Regions from separate parts of the Sus scrofa genome. Here region 1 is linked to region 2. The links are chromatin contacts, called in public Hi-C maps. All regions are on one chromosome and are shown on one strand. Each heading gives the region's core, a stretch centred on a gene start, on an enhancer-like site or on the middle of the called end of the contact. The rest is flanking DNA. Distances are from core to core; before and after follow the strand shown. Region 1 holds the start of LOC102167427. Region 2 holds the start of PITX3 (pituitary homeobox 3).

What was found. A called contact is a pair of places that touch in the nucleus more often than the background predicts.
Region 1: a contact with region 2 is called in a Hi-C map of subcutaneous adipose tissue, with 2.3 times the contacts expected there. The contact joins the promoter of LOC102167427 here to the promoter of PITX3 in region 2. A contact is called at or near these places in 3 of 5 promoter capture datasets (fetal liver, fetal skeletal muscle and liver), 18 of 47 Hi-C or Micro-C datasets (alveolar macrophages, blood, embryonic fibroblasts and 11 more) and 2 of 2 datasets of contacts at active chromatin or transcription factors (alveolar macrophages and skeletal muscle).

The regions. Positions count from the first base shown.
Region 1 is chr14:113,458,758-113,465,471 of Sscrofa11.1, forward strand. It overlaps LOC102167427, which reads right to left and starts at 5,153. Exons shown (of 3, transcript XM_021072752.1): 1 at 4,888-5,153. All of the region lies in intron 1 of MFSD13A (transmembrane protein 180), which reads left to right.
Region 2 is chr14:113,236,977-113,243,449 of Sscrofa11.1, forward strand. PITX3 (pituitary homeobox 3) reads right to left here and starts at 4,417. Exons shown (of 6, transcript XM_021073065.1): 1 at 4,337-4,417.

The DNA.
Region 1 (6,714 bases), core at 3,903-6,402, 220 kb after region 2:
TGGTGTAAGCTGTAGGCTGGCAGCTTCAGCTCTGATTCAACCACTAGCCTGTGAACTTCCATGAGGACTCGGGTTTGATCCCTGGCCTCGCTCAGTGGGTTAAGAATCTGGTGTTGCTGTGGCTGTGGCGTAGGCCAGCAGCTGTAGCTCCACTTCATCCCCTAGCCTGGGAACTTTCATATGCCATGGATGTGGCCCTAAAAAGTCAAAAATATAAATAAATAAAAGTAAATTTAATTACAGAAGACATAATGAAACAAGCATTTAAAAAATTTATTGCAGGGAGTTCCCATTATGGCTCAGCAGTAACGAACCCAACTAATACCCATGAGAAGGTGGGTTGGATCCCTAGCCCCGCTCAGTGGGTTAAGGATCTGGTGTTGCCATGAGCTGTGGCGTAGGGCATAGACATGGCTCAGATCTGGCATTGCTGTGTCTATGGCACAGGTTGGCAGCTGCAGCTCTGATTCCACCACTAGCCTGGGAACTTCCATATGCCATGGGTGTGGCTCCAAAACAAAAAAAAAATTATTACAAAGCACCATCACAGTAGTCTTTAGAAAATTAAATATTTGGTTATTATACTATGGAATGAAGTCTTCTGTTGCTTATAACAACAACACACCCTGAGTGCTTCTCCTGAAGAATTTTATTATGAAAAATTACAAAATACCTGAGTAGGTTTTGTGGGGTTTTTTGTTTGGCTTTTTAGGGCCGTACCCTTGGCATATGGAAGTTCGTAGGTTAGGGGTGGAATAGGAGCTACAGCTGCCAGCATATACCACAGCCACAGCAATGCAGGATCTGAGCCATGTCTGTGACTTACACCACAGCTCACAGCAACGCTGGATCCTTAACCCACTGAGCGAGGCCAGGGATCCAACCCGAATCCTCATGGATCCTAGTCAGGTTCGTTAACCACTGAGCCACGAAGGACACTCCTGAGTAGTTTTTGGTCGGTGACCCCCCCTAAGCAGAGATTCTCTTGTGGGCAAAGTAGAGGGTGGATTAGGGAGAGGAAAGCCAGAAGCCAGTCTTGGAGGAGGTTCACACCCTAGTTGAGGAAAATTGACAACAAAGACAAGAGCAGGGGATGGAAGACAGCCCTGGGAGCAGATTCACCTGGACTTGTTCCATATACCTGCCTGGATGCAGAGGGTAGGATAAGAGTGGACACACATGTTTTTAGCTTGGTTACTTGTATGGGTGGTCAAGGCAATCCAGTGATGAGAAACACTAGTGGGTGACTGGAAGTTGAGGGAGTGCTGAGTTCAGGTGGCATGTTTGGGGAGCTATCAGCAGCAGTTTTATATGCAGGCTGGAGATGGGAGGTGGGGTAGTCAGTCATGAAGGAAAGGTAGTGGGTGAAGTTACCAGAACAGCTGCTACCCTGGCCCACATTACACTGAATCAGCACAGCTGCCAATTTGTTGGGTTCCACCAATGCCTTTGGACAGCAGCCTCATATTTTTTTGTTGCTAGGGCTGCACCCTCAGCATATGGAAGTTCCCAGGCTACGGGTCGAATCAGAGCTGCAGCTGCAGGCCTATATCAGCCACAACAAGGTCAGATCTGAGCTGAATCTGCGAACTACACCACAGCTCATGGCAACAATGGATCCCCAACCAACTGATCAAGGCCAGGATTGAACCTGCATCCTCAGGGATACTAGTTGGGTTCGTAACCCACTGAGCCACAATGGCAACTCCATCTTTTTTTTTTTTTAATTGAGGTATACTTGACGTACAATATTATATAAGTTTCAGGTGTACAACATAGCAACTCACAATTTTTAAGGGTTATTTTCCATTTATAGCTATAAACGTTTCCATTTATAGTTATAAACACTATATTCCCTGTGCTGCGCTATCCTTGTAGCTTATTTACTTGACACATAGTTTGTATCGCTTCATCCCATGCCCTATTGTGCCTCTGTCCTCTTCCCTCTCACTACTGGTAACTACCAGTTTGTTTTCTGTGAGTCTCTGTCTTTTTTGTTATATGCAATATTTTCTTTTATTTTTTAGATTCCACATATGAAGGAGATTATGCAGTATTCATCTTTGTCTGACTTATTTTGTTTAGCATAATACCTCCCCAAGTCCATCCATTTTGTTGCAAATGGCAAAATTTGTTTTATGGCTGAGTAGTATTCCATTGTGTGTGTGTGTGTGTGTGTGTGTGTGTGTGTGTGTGTTCTCATATTTTTGTGGTTTTTTGTTTTTTTGTTTTTGTTTGCTTTTTAGGGCTGCACCCATGGCATATGGAGGTTCCCAGGCTAGGGGTCTAATCGGAGCTGCAGCTGCTGGCCTACACCACAGCCACAGCAATGCCAGATCCTTAACCCACTGAGCGAGGCCAGGGATCAAACTCGCAACCTCATGGATGCTAGTAGGATTTGTTTCCACTGCGCCACAACGGGAACTCCCTCATATTTTCTTTATCCATTCATCTGTTGGACATTTAGGCTGCTTCCATATCTTGGCAATTGTAAATGATGCTACTATGAATACTGGGGTGTGTGTATTTTTTCAAATTAAATGTTTTCATTTTTTTCAGATAAATACCCAGGAGTGGAAGTGCTGGGTCATACGGTCCTTCTACTTTAAAAAAAAAAAAAAAAATTTTTTTTTTTTTTTTTTTGGCCACCTCTCGGCATATGGAGCTCCCAGGCCAGGGATCAGATCCAAGCTACAGCCTTGAACCAAGCGTAGCTGCGGCAACACGGGATCCTTAACCCACTGTGCTGGGCCAGGGATCGAACTTGGATCCCAGTGCTCCCAAGATGCTGCCGATTCCGTTGCACCACAACAGGAGCTCCTACTTTTATTTTTTTGGGAAACCTCCATACTGCTTTCCATAGTGGCTGCATCAATTTACCTTCCCATCAACAACGATCTTGTTTTTGAAATCCCTTTTACCCCATATAGTTTATGGCCTGACAAGCTTAAATGAATACATGAACAGAGTAATGAAGAAGGAAGTTTAGGGGACCCTCTCTGCACCTAAGAAAGCCCTGGGGGAAAAGTGCCCAATAAAGGGGACTGAAGAAAAGTTGTTAGGAGAAGAACATGGCGGAATCTACCTCAGAGAGGTTGGAAACCAAGGGAGGAGGGAATTTCAGGGAGAGAGAGTGTTTCTCTCTCTTTGCCACAATCCTGGGGCTCTGATCAGACTCAAGAAGGCAGGCGATATGATCTTCAGTTGCGCCTCCCGTCCCCCTCCCAGTTAGCTCTGTGCTTGACATCTGGGAAGGGAAATCAAGAGATGATCCCAAGACCTGGTGCTGACACAAAAGGGTAGTTGGTGACATTGTTCATAAAATCAGAGGGCTGAGGGAGCTCAGAGTGTAACCTTGGCGCACTAAGTATGACACAGAGGACAAAGTCTTTCCTATCAGGTCACACTTAGTTCTGGCCCCTTGGCAGCTCTCTCTCCGCTCCTCTTCCCCCATTGAATACCCAGGGAAAGCAAAGTGAAGACTAAGGCTGGCTCTGACATAAAGGCACATGCTAGCCAGGACGAAGGGGGATGCCTTAAGTCAATTTATGGAGGTTTTAGTGTGCTTAGTAGTTATAAATGGTTGAACATGGGTTGAACCTATGTTGAATACTGGGTCTTCTGCCCTCTTCTCATAGCCAGGAAAGCATAGATGAGGGTAAGGGGTAGAGAAGGGGGAGAGACGGTGATCTTCCTTTTAGTCCTGAAGGCTTTCTGGAGCACGAGGGGTTTCAGGAACTGCTTGAAGTCTAGAAGAGAGGTGATGTGTGTGTGGCCAAGGGGGGACACAGGGGTTAAGAAAAGGGTCTGAAGAGACAGGATTGGGGAGGAGGAAAATGAGACAGACTGGTGGGAGATGGACGCTGGGGGCAAGGTTCATGGGGCCCTTGGGGCTCCCTAGGAACTGGTTAAACAGACTTTAGTGCCTGGTCACCTGGGCTCTTGTATTGGACTATTTGCTGTGGGTGGGCCCTTTGCCAGGCTATCAGGAAGGAGAAAGAGAATATTCCTGTTGACAAAACTCTTACACACCTATTTCTCATTTAATGCCCACAAAACCCCTCTAAGAAGTAAAACAGAGGCTCACAAAAGAGGGTCCCCTTACAAAGAATTGGTGGAGCTAGGGAACTGAGTGCCAGGTTCCTCAGCAGCCAAAGGCCATGCTCACCGCCCCATATCCCAGGGTACGGAAACAGCAGACAGGTCTGGAGTGTGTGCTGTTTGCCTCGAAATCTGAGGAGGCTTACAGGCCCTTTGGGAGAAGACATGGAGCATCCCCACCAGACTAGACTGAGCCAAAAAACAAGTTTTGACTTTGGGAGCCTGGGCAGGGGTAGGAAGAGGAAAGACTCCTGTTCTGAGAGTCAGGAAATCTGGGTGCTAACTTGTCTGGGCCTCTTTTTTTTGGGGGGGGGTCTTGATTGCTGTGTGAAAGTTGTTGAATCTTTCCCAATCTCAATTTCCTCATCTGTAAAATGGGGATAATAGCACCTACCTCCCAGGAATGATGAAGTGGAGACTCACCAAGATAATGAATGCAGGGTGCTTTCATGAACGCAGGGTGCAGGGCACATAAGATCTCAGTAGCCTTGGAGTTCCTGTCATGGCGCAGTGGTTAACGAATCCAACTAGGAACCATGAGGTTGTTTGATCCCTGGCCTTGCTCAGTGGGTTAAAGATCCAGCGTTGCCGTGAGCTGTGGCATAGGTCGCAGATGAGGCTCGGATCCAGTGTTGCTGTGGCTGCGGTGTAGGCAGGTGGCTATAGCTCTGGTCGGACCCCTAGCCTGGGAACCTCCATATGCTGCGGGAGCGGCCCTAGGAAAGGCAAAAAGACAAAAAAAAAAAAAAAAAAAAAAAGCTCAGTAGCCTTATGTTTCAGTATTACCATTAATAACACGCGGAGGTTAGGCTGCTTGGTTGCTCTCTCAGGAGGCTGTGGCTTGAGCCCTGCTGCCCACAGCTCAAGCTGGGCCTGTCACGCTTGAGAGGCTCACAATCCAGCATCAGGGAGTCCCAGGTCTTGCCACTGCCATCTCCTTATCTGTCTCAGCCGTGCATCCGGTCAGACCATAAGGCTTGAAGGAAGGTGCTGGGCTCTTTTCAGTCTCTGAATTACTAGTAAGGAAAGACGGGGGAAGAGGTGCGGGGAGCTCTCAGAAAAAAAACCTTGTTGATTGGAACTGAAATGACATTAAGCCTTCGTGGAGGGGAGAGAGAGAGGGTGAGCTGGTCAGGAATTCTGGCAACCTGCTCCTTTCTCCTTAGCTCCCACATCCTTTTCGGTCCCAGAGGGCAAGGCGCCCATAACAAGCATGGCGGCGACAGCCTCGGCGCGGGCACCTGCCGAAGAGAGGGTTTCGGGAGCAGCTCAGAGCCAATCGCTGGGCAGGGGCGGAGGGAGAGGCTGGAGAAGCTCCCGGAGGCGTGCGCGCAGGCGCACTGGATGGCACCTGGCTCGCGGCAGCCGCGGAATTAGGCTTCGCTTGCCACAATTGCGGTGAGGGGCTGGCTGGCGGCCGGGTTCGGGGGCAGGAGCGGGCCGGACCGGGGGGCCAGTTAGACACAAAGGACAAACCCGAGGGGAACCGGAATGCTCTCTGCTCTGGGTGTCCTGGGGGCTGTCTGGAGTGATCCCTGGGCGTCCCTGGAGTGATCAGGTTTGGGTTGGGAGAGTGTTTGGGTCAGAGTGGGAGAAGCTTGGGTTTGAGGGATGAGGATGGAATCCTTGCAGAGAGGCTCCCTGGGGTCTGAGGTCGCAAGATGCATCAGGCATCAGGGACCCATTTCATTAACCCGTCAGGCTGTGGTTCATTTCATTAACATAATGGCTTTTATTTATTTATTTTATTTTATTTTATTTTGTCTTTTTTGCCTTTTCTAGGTCCGCTTCCGCAGCATATGGAGATTCCCAGGCTAGGGGTCGAATCGGAGCCGTAGCCACCGGCCTACACCACAGCCACAGCAACGTGGGATCCGAGCCGCGTCTGTGACCTACACCACAGCTCACAGCAACGCTGGAACCTTAACCCACTAAGCAAGGCCAGGGATCGAACCCGCAACCTCATGGTTCCTAGTCGGATTCATTAACCACTGTGCCACAACGGGAACTCCCATAATGGCTTTTAACCCTAGTAGCATGGTAGAACCAATTGGGGAGCTTTGAAAGAACACAGATGCTGGGCCACATCCCTAGAAATCCCGATTTAATTGCCTGGGTGGGGCTTGGGCCTTGGTGTTATTGAGCAGCTCCTCAGGTGATTTTAATATGCAGGCGGGCTGGCCAACCACCACCGAAAGGTTCAGCACTAGCTGCTGAATAAAGAGCTCCTGGGTTCATCCCAGACTCCTCTGTGGCTACCTATCTCTGTGAGGGGTAGGTGGTCCTGGGGTGAAGTTGCTTACCCTGTAACCTGCAAGGGGGGAGGGAAAGGGAGAAGATCCCTCCCCCAACAGGGTGAAAGTTCATTTCCAGCCTGAGAAGGAAGATGGGCCCATTAGTCACTGCATGGAAGGTGGAAGATTGGGGACCCGTCCAGAGTGGGCCTCCCCAACAGCCCTGCCAGGACTGACCCTGCTGTGGGAAGAATGGGCAGGGAGACAAAGGGGATGTGAAACAGCAAACAGCAGCCAATTCAAAGGTCCCCTGCTTGTTGAAAAAAGGACACAATATTTGTGTAGGATATTTCAAATTCATTTGATACTCCTAGGAACA
Region 2 (6,473 bases), core at 3,167-5,666:
CCAAGAGGATCCCCCCACCCCAAGACTCAGGTGGAGGCAGCAACGATTTGATGCACTTAATATATCCAGGGGTAAATCAGGGATCCGAGAAATGGGCCTCCACACCCTTCCCTCTCCTCCTTCCTTCTTTCCTTCAACAAGTGGTAGGTGCTAAGACAGATCGCCAAGGACGGTAAGGCACAGACCCTAACTTCTAGGAGCCTACCGTGTGCAAATGCAAACACAGCACAGGACGGAGTGGTGGTCTGCATGGGTCTGATTCTCAGATTGTGGAAAATCAGAGAGACAGAAGCCCATGTAAGGTGGTATCAAGTTTTTGAGTTCAGAGACTGTAGCACCTGGCTGATCTGGGAAATAGGGAGGCAATGAAGGGGGCAGAGGCTTTAAAATAATAGGGCAGTATTGGGAATGAACCGGCAGGTTCAGACAGCAGCAGGGAGCCTAGCTTGGCCAAGGTCTTAGTGCGGGCAATGGGAGATCATCTGAGAAAAATGGACAGGCTGAGGGGATCTTCCATTAGGGGCAAAGGATGGGGGTACATGTTTGATACAGTGGAGGCTAGAGCATCTCCCGCTTTTCCATCAAAACCCCCGTAAAACTAGTACGAGAAGATATAGGACAGGAAACTTGGGGCGCAACCTGAAACAGCTGCCACCAGTGTAAAATTTCTTTGAGATCTTCAGCTGTTAAAAATGGAAGCCAATTTTGCATTCTGGCCCACACTTAAGTTATGCTTGTTTTAATATAAAAATAATGTTTTCTCTCCAAGTTTCTGAGAGACATCCTCAAGTGACATCCCCACACCAGGAAGATGGGCCCCCTTTAGACTGCAGTGTCGTGCCACTTCCACTCCTATACTACCCTCTCCCACCTGCCTCCCTTGAAGCATTGCTCCAAGTAGTGGGAGTCACTGGAGGCTTGCAGGTGAGGGAGTGGCATAAAAGCAGCACCTTTGGGATCTTTGTTTGGCAATGGTGAGCAGAATGGGGCAGGGGAGAGATAGGAAAGGGGAAACTATTCACTGAGAGGTGAAAAGTGAAAAAGGCCCTGGGGAGAAAAAAGAGTGGAGATGATTCCAAAAGCAGCCCTTTCTCCCCCACTGCCTTTTCTTTTCTTTTCCTAACAATCTTATCACAGGTCCCCAGGGACTAGACACTCTAGATAAACCCCAATCTCAAGAACTAGTGGATCCTTCAGGTTAGCTTCCATGTCCCTCCCCGACACTCTAGGAAGCATCGTGTAGAGTCGATGGAAAAGAAAGATATGGGTGCCCTTCTCTTGTGCCCACCCCAACTCAGCTCCAGCTTGCCTCCCCTGTCCTCCCTCCCTGGACCTGGGTTCTGGGCCCATATTCACAGCCTTAAGCAGGATGCAAGCAGGATATTCATCCTAGTAGAGGAGCTAAGCATTTGGGGAGCTCCCTAGAACTCTTTTCAGTGGGGGCAGGGATAGTGGCTGGCATCTGAAGCCTAGGATAGGGTGTCCCATCTGTCACTGAGAATCTTCCTGGGGTTGCCTGGCGGATGCTAGCAGGCTGGTCTAGGGCTTGAGACCCCACCCTTCCAAAAAAAGATTCTGTGGCTAGAGGGGACCTACAGTTTGGGCGTAATAATAGCAATAGTGTTTCTTATTTCTGTGCGAAGGGCTTTCATGTACACGATTTCATTTAACTCTTAACAACCACCTTGAATGGCAGGAATGACTATCCCCATTTCATCTCTAAGATAAGTTTGTTCACAGTTACACAGATTGAAGAGATCCTAACGCAGTTCTCCTAAGACCAGGGGCTGAGCTCTTTCCACTCCTCGCCCCCTCCGCCCCAGCAGCCATTTGTGGCTCTGACATGCATTGGTCCTCACAAGCCCTGAAGGATTCGATTTCTACTTCCTGCCTCTACCACCTCCCTGGAAATGAGCTCTGGAAGTTTGCTGCCCACTGTGTGCCAAGGAACATTTTCCTATTCATCCTGTGTTTGCCTTATTCCAGTTCTCAAAGGCCCCCTCGTCTCCAATTTCAGGATTTGGGGAGCAGATCTCCTGCTTATCTCTGCCTTTCCTTATTTGGTGGATTTCCAGCCTATCTCACCTTCCAAAGACCTAACTCTTCAAGTTTGTTCTCACCAGCAGCCCCTGACTCCCATTCTGCTGCCATTCTCTGACCCTTTGCTAGGTCCATGGCATTCTCCCTAAGAGCCAGTGACCAGGCACACACTCAGCTACATGGTTTTATGTAAGGACAGGAGAAGGTTCTGCCTTTTATTTCCAGTCATCTTTATTACAATGCCATTGCTTTTTGGCAAAAGCATAACTTAAGGCTAAGGTCTTCATGGGTGTAATGCCTATAATGCTTCCTCTAGTCTTTTCCTGACTCAGAGCCTTTCATTTCACCCATAATTTCAATGATTTTTCAAATAGGATCACAAGCCCCTTGGACAGGGTACTGGAATGTGATGGGGATAACCAGGATGTGACCCTCTATTTACCGGAAAGGGGCAAGGGACAAAGGAGATTGAAAAACATTGTCCTAGCTGGTGATCAGCAAACTTTAAAATTAAGGAATGGAGGTGGGAGTGTGGGGAAGATGTACTGTATGTCACTCACGGGTGGAGGGTGAGAAAGTTTGGACCCGCTTGTTTAGATTACTCGTTGCTAACATATTATCTCGCACTTGTCCCCACGAAACTCAGTGCCCAAATGGGCTGTTTTGCTTAGTTACATAGACCAGGAGAGTTCTGTCTACTCCCTTCCCTTGAGCTTAACTGGGCTCTGATTAAAGAGTTGGAGTTGGGGTGGGCAGTCACTGCATGGGGTCCAAAGGAATCAGGTCCCTCCCCTAGCTGCATGAAAAACAAATGCAGTAGTTAGGTAGGGCCGAGACACCCTTCCCAACCAGAGCTGGAGGGCAATATAGGTCCCATGTTGGATCCCAGTGTCTGGATTCCATGTGTCTCCTTCCCACCTCCTCTCAGCCACTAGAGTGGTTGATGGGACTGAGGGAGCGAAAAGGGACACAAGACCACAGGGTTTGCTTTGCTAAAGGGCTGCGGTTCGTTCTTTGGGCCTGGGCTCTTGCTCAGTGTGAGGAAGAGTTTAGCTTGCTGACACCAGGCAAAGAGTATGGGGGTGTCTGTTCAGCTGTACTGGAATTAGAGATTGACTGAGTTTGTGAGGGAACTGAAGCTGTCAGGGGCTTGTGCTGGACTCCTCCTTGCCCTCCCATTGCCCTTTGTGGTTCGTTCCTTCCTTTCCTGGTCTTGGTTCCCATTAGCAATCCCACCACTGGCTCTCTCCCCACAAATTTGGATTCTGGGAGTCCAGGGTGATGCTTAGATCTAGCCTGAGTTGGAGAGGGAATGTCTCCTGCCTCCACTTCAACCCAAGGCCAGGCTTCACCCGGCAGCCCTAGGAACAGAGACAAGTTTGCAAAGTGTGAGCTGGGATTTTAGGCAACCCACCACAGCGAACCCCACCGTACACGCAGCAGCTGGGCAGGCGCTGCCGGGTAAATGGACATGCCACTCGGCCAGGGACATTCTGTCCACCGCTGCCCAACACAGCGCCTGCTCCGGAGAGACCAACCTCTCTGCCCCGGACATTCTGTCCGCTCCGAGCCCCGCGCGCTGCGGACATTCCGTCCGATTCCGTGGCTGCCCGAGGTCGGGACCCATCAGGGCCCTGACAACCCAAGCGGACACGCCAGACCCTCCTCCTAGTCACTCGGACTACCCAGACTCGGCCTGAAGCCCGCACAGCGGCCATCTGACCCGGTCGCGGCCCGGCTCTCGGAAAACGGCTCCTATCCCAATTGCGAAGCAGCTGGGAAAAGAAGCGTGTGCGACCAACGCATCGTTGCTTCCAGTCCCTGGAGTCTGAGACCCAGCGTGTGTGTGTGTGTGTGTGTGTGGGGAGGGGTGTCGGGCACCGCCATCTGCCCCCTTGCTGGGCGACCGCCGCCAGCTCCCCCGGCTGGCCAGGGCCTCGGCAACCCCTTTCACTCCCTAGCTGCTGGCCCCGCGCCTCCGGATTCCAGGGTGCTTTCTGGTAATGGTTTCCCGACTCAACTGTCCGCTTCGCAGAGCCCCTGTCCTGACCTCACGTCTCCGACTTCTCTTCGATCCCTTGAGTCTTCCTCTTATCTGTCCTCCGAGTCCTGACGCTAAGTTTCCCTTTTTCTAAGTCCTGGCCCCGGGTCTGCACTCCGCCCTCCCAGTCTCGACCCGTTCCCCAGGCACCGTGCTCCAGTTCAGCCTCCCTAGGTCCCGTTTTAGGGATCCCAAAGTCCAGCCATGGCCCCTCGGCCCCGTGAGTCCCTGTCTCCCGCATGGTCAAGCACTCACAGTGAGTCCCGCAGCAGGCAGACTCCCGGCAGCGGCGGCGGCGGCCGCAGTCTGGAGGGCAAGCAGGGGCCAGAGGCCGGGCACCCGGCCGGGGTGGGGGCCGCCCCCCTGCGCCCAGGCCGCCGCTCCGCTCCGGCGCTCCCGGACTCGCTGGGAGAGAGTGAGCCTCGCCGTGCACTGCCACCCCCCGCCGGCGCCCATTCACTTTATGGCAGCCCAGGGCGCCCCCAGCCCGCCGCGGCGAGCCTCGCGTGTCGGGCCCCGCCCCCTTCCAGCTGCGCTGCCCGGGCTCCACCCTTTCCAGCTGTGAATTTTCTGGCCCCGCCTTCGGGGGCGGGCTCCGGCAGGCGCACAGCCAAGAACTCCGCCCCCTATCCAATCGGAGGCGCTTCTCCGCAACTGGGCCCCGCCCCTCCCCACGTGGCTGAAACCATGCTCCAGCGAGAACGCTTTGGCACAACCAAGCCGGAGCGTAGAGTGGACCGGGTGTCTCCACCGAGCCGGGGCCCGTGATGTGGGGGCCAGACCACCACCCCGAGCGAAGTGGAACGGTGCTGGGGGATAGGGTCAGGTGGAAGTGCGCACGGATTGGGAGAGGCCAACGGGTTTCTGCGCTCAGAATTCGTTGCCGCTCAAGTTTCGGCAATTTTCTCCACTTGTCGCTGTCTGTCTCCCTGCCCTTTTGTCTCTGCTCCAATTCTCCCACATCTCGCCTTTCTTTCCTTTTTTTTCCTCCGCCACCGCTTTGCTCCTGCTGTTTGTCTCTCTCCTTCCTCCTCTGCCACTTTGAAAGACTAATTTCTCTTTCTGCTCCTATTTTTCCTTGCTTCTTTCTCTCTTCCTCTTCTCCGCTATCTCCTCTCCCCTACCCCCCACCTCGCCCTTTTTTCCCCTCTCCTCTAAGGAAGGTGGCTTCATGAAGAAAGCAGAAATTGGAATGAGACAAACCAAAACGGCATTCTAACCCTGCTATCAACTGTGCCATCATCTAGCGACTTTGGACAAGTAACTTTACTATCACTCCCAGCCACTTCCTCAAGTTAAAGGAGGTTCTAACTGGATCTCAGGGCTTGGGCTGGGTAACCCTCAGAGGGCTGGGTAATTTTCCCTGTCAGTCTGCATGCTTGTCTCACCCAGATTAAATTCTCCTAGCCTTAACAGGGCTACCTTCTTGGTGATACCAGGTTAGGTTCTGTGGCCAAGGTGTGTCCTTGGTGCTTGCTGGTTAGGGAGTCGCAAGGGATAGGACAGATGTCCCAAGGAACATAGAGAGTCAGGCTGGGTTGCTAGGTTGCCCCTGATGGTCTTAAGCCCTATCTCATACTGTATGCCTGGTGAATCTGACCAATCATGCCTCTGCTCAAAACCTTTCAATGGTTCCTGTTTGCCTTCAGGATAAAGGCCGAGTTCCCTTGCCTGGCATAGAAGACTTTTAGGGCCTGATCCTGTCTTAATCTCCAATTTCCTAGTGGTTTCTTGCACACCTCTTACAGTAAGATATCTTTCTTTCTTGCTTGCTTTTTTTTTTTTTTTTTTTTTTTTTTGTCTTTTTGCCTTTTCTTGGGTCGCTCTCGTGGCATATGGAGGTTCCTAGGCTGGGGGTTGAATCGGAGCTGTAGCCGCTGGCCTACGCCAGAGCCATAGCAACGCGGGATCCGAGCCGCGATTGCAAACTACACCACAGCTCACAGCAACGCTGGATCCTTAACCCACTGAGCAAGGGCAGGGATCGAACCCGCAACCTCATGGTTCCTAGTCGGATTAGTTAACCACTGAGCCACGATGGGAACTCCTTTCTTTCTTTCCTTCCTTCCTTCTTTCTTTCTTTCTTTCTCTTTCTTTCTTTCCTTTTTTCTCTTTCTCTCTCTCTCCTTCCTTCCTTCCTTTCTTTTCCATTTTATCTTTTTAGGGTTGCACCCACAGCACATGGAAGTTCCCAGGCTAGGGGTCTAATCGGAGCTGCACCTGCCGGCCTACTCCACAGTAACTTGGAATCTAAGCCGCGTCTTCGATCTACACTGAAGCTCATGGCAACACCAGATCCATAACCCACTGAATGAGGCCAGGGATCGAACCTGTGTCCTCATGGGTACCAGTTGGGTTCGTTACTGCTGAGCCATGACGGGAACTCCAGTAA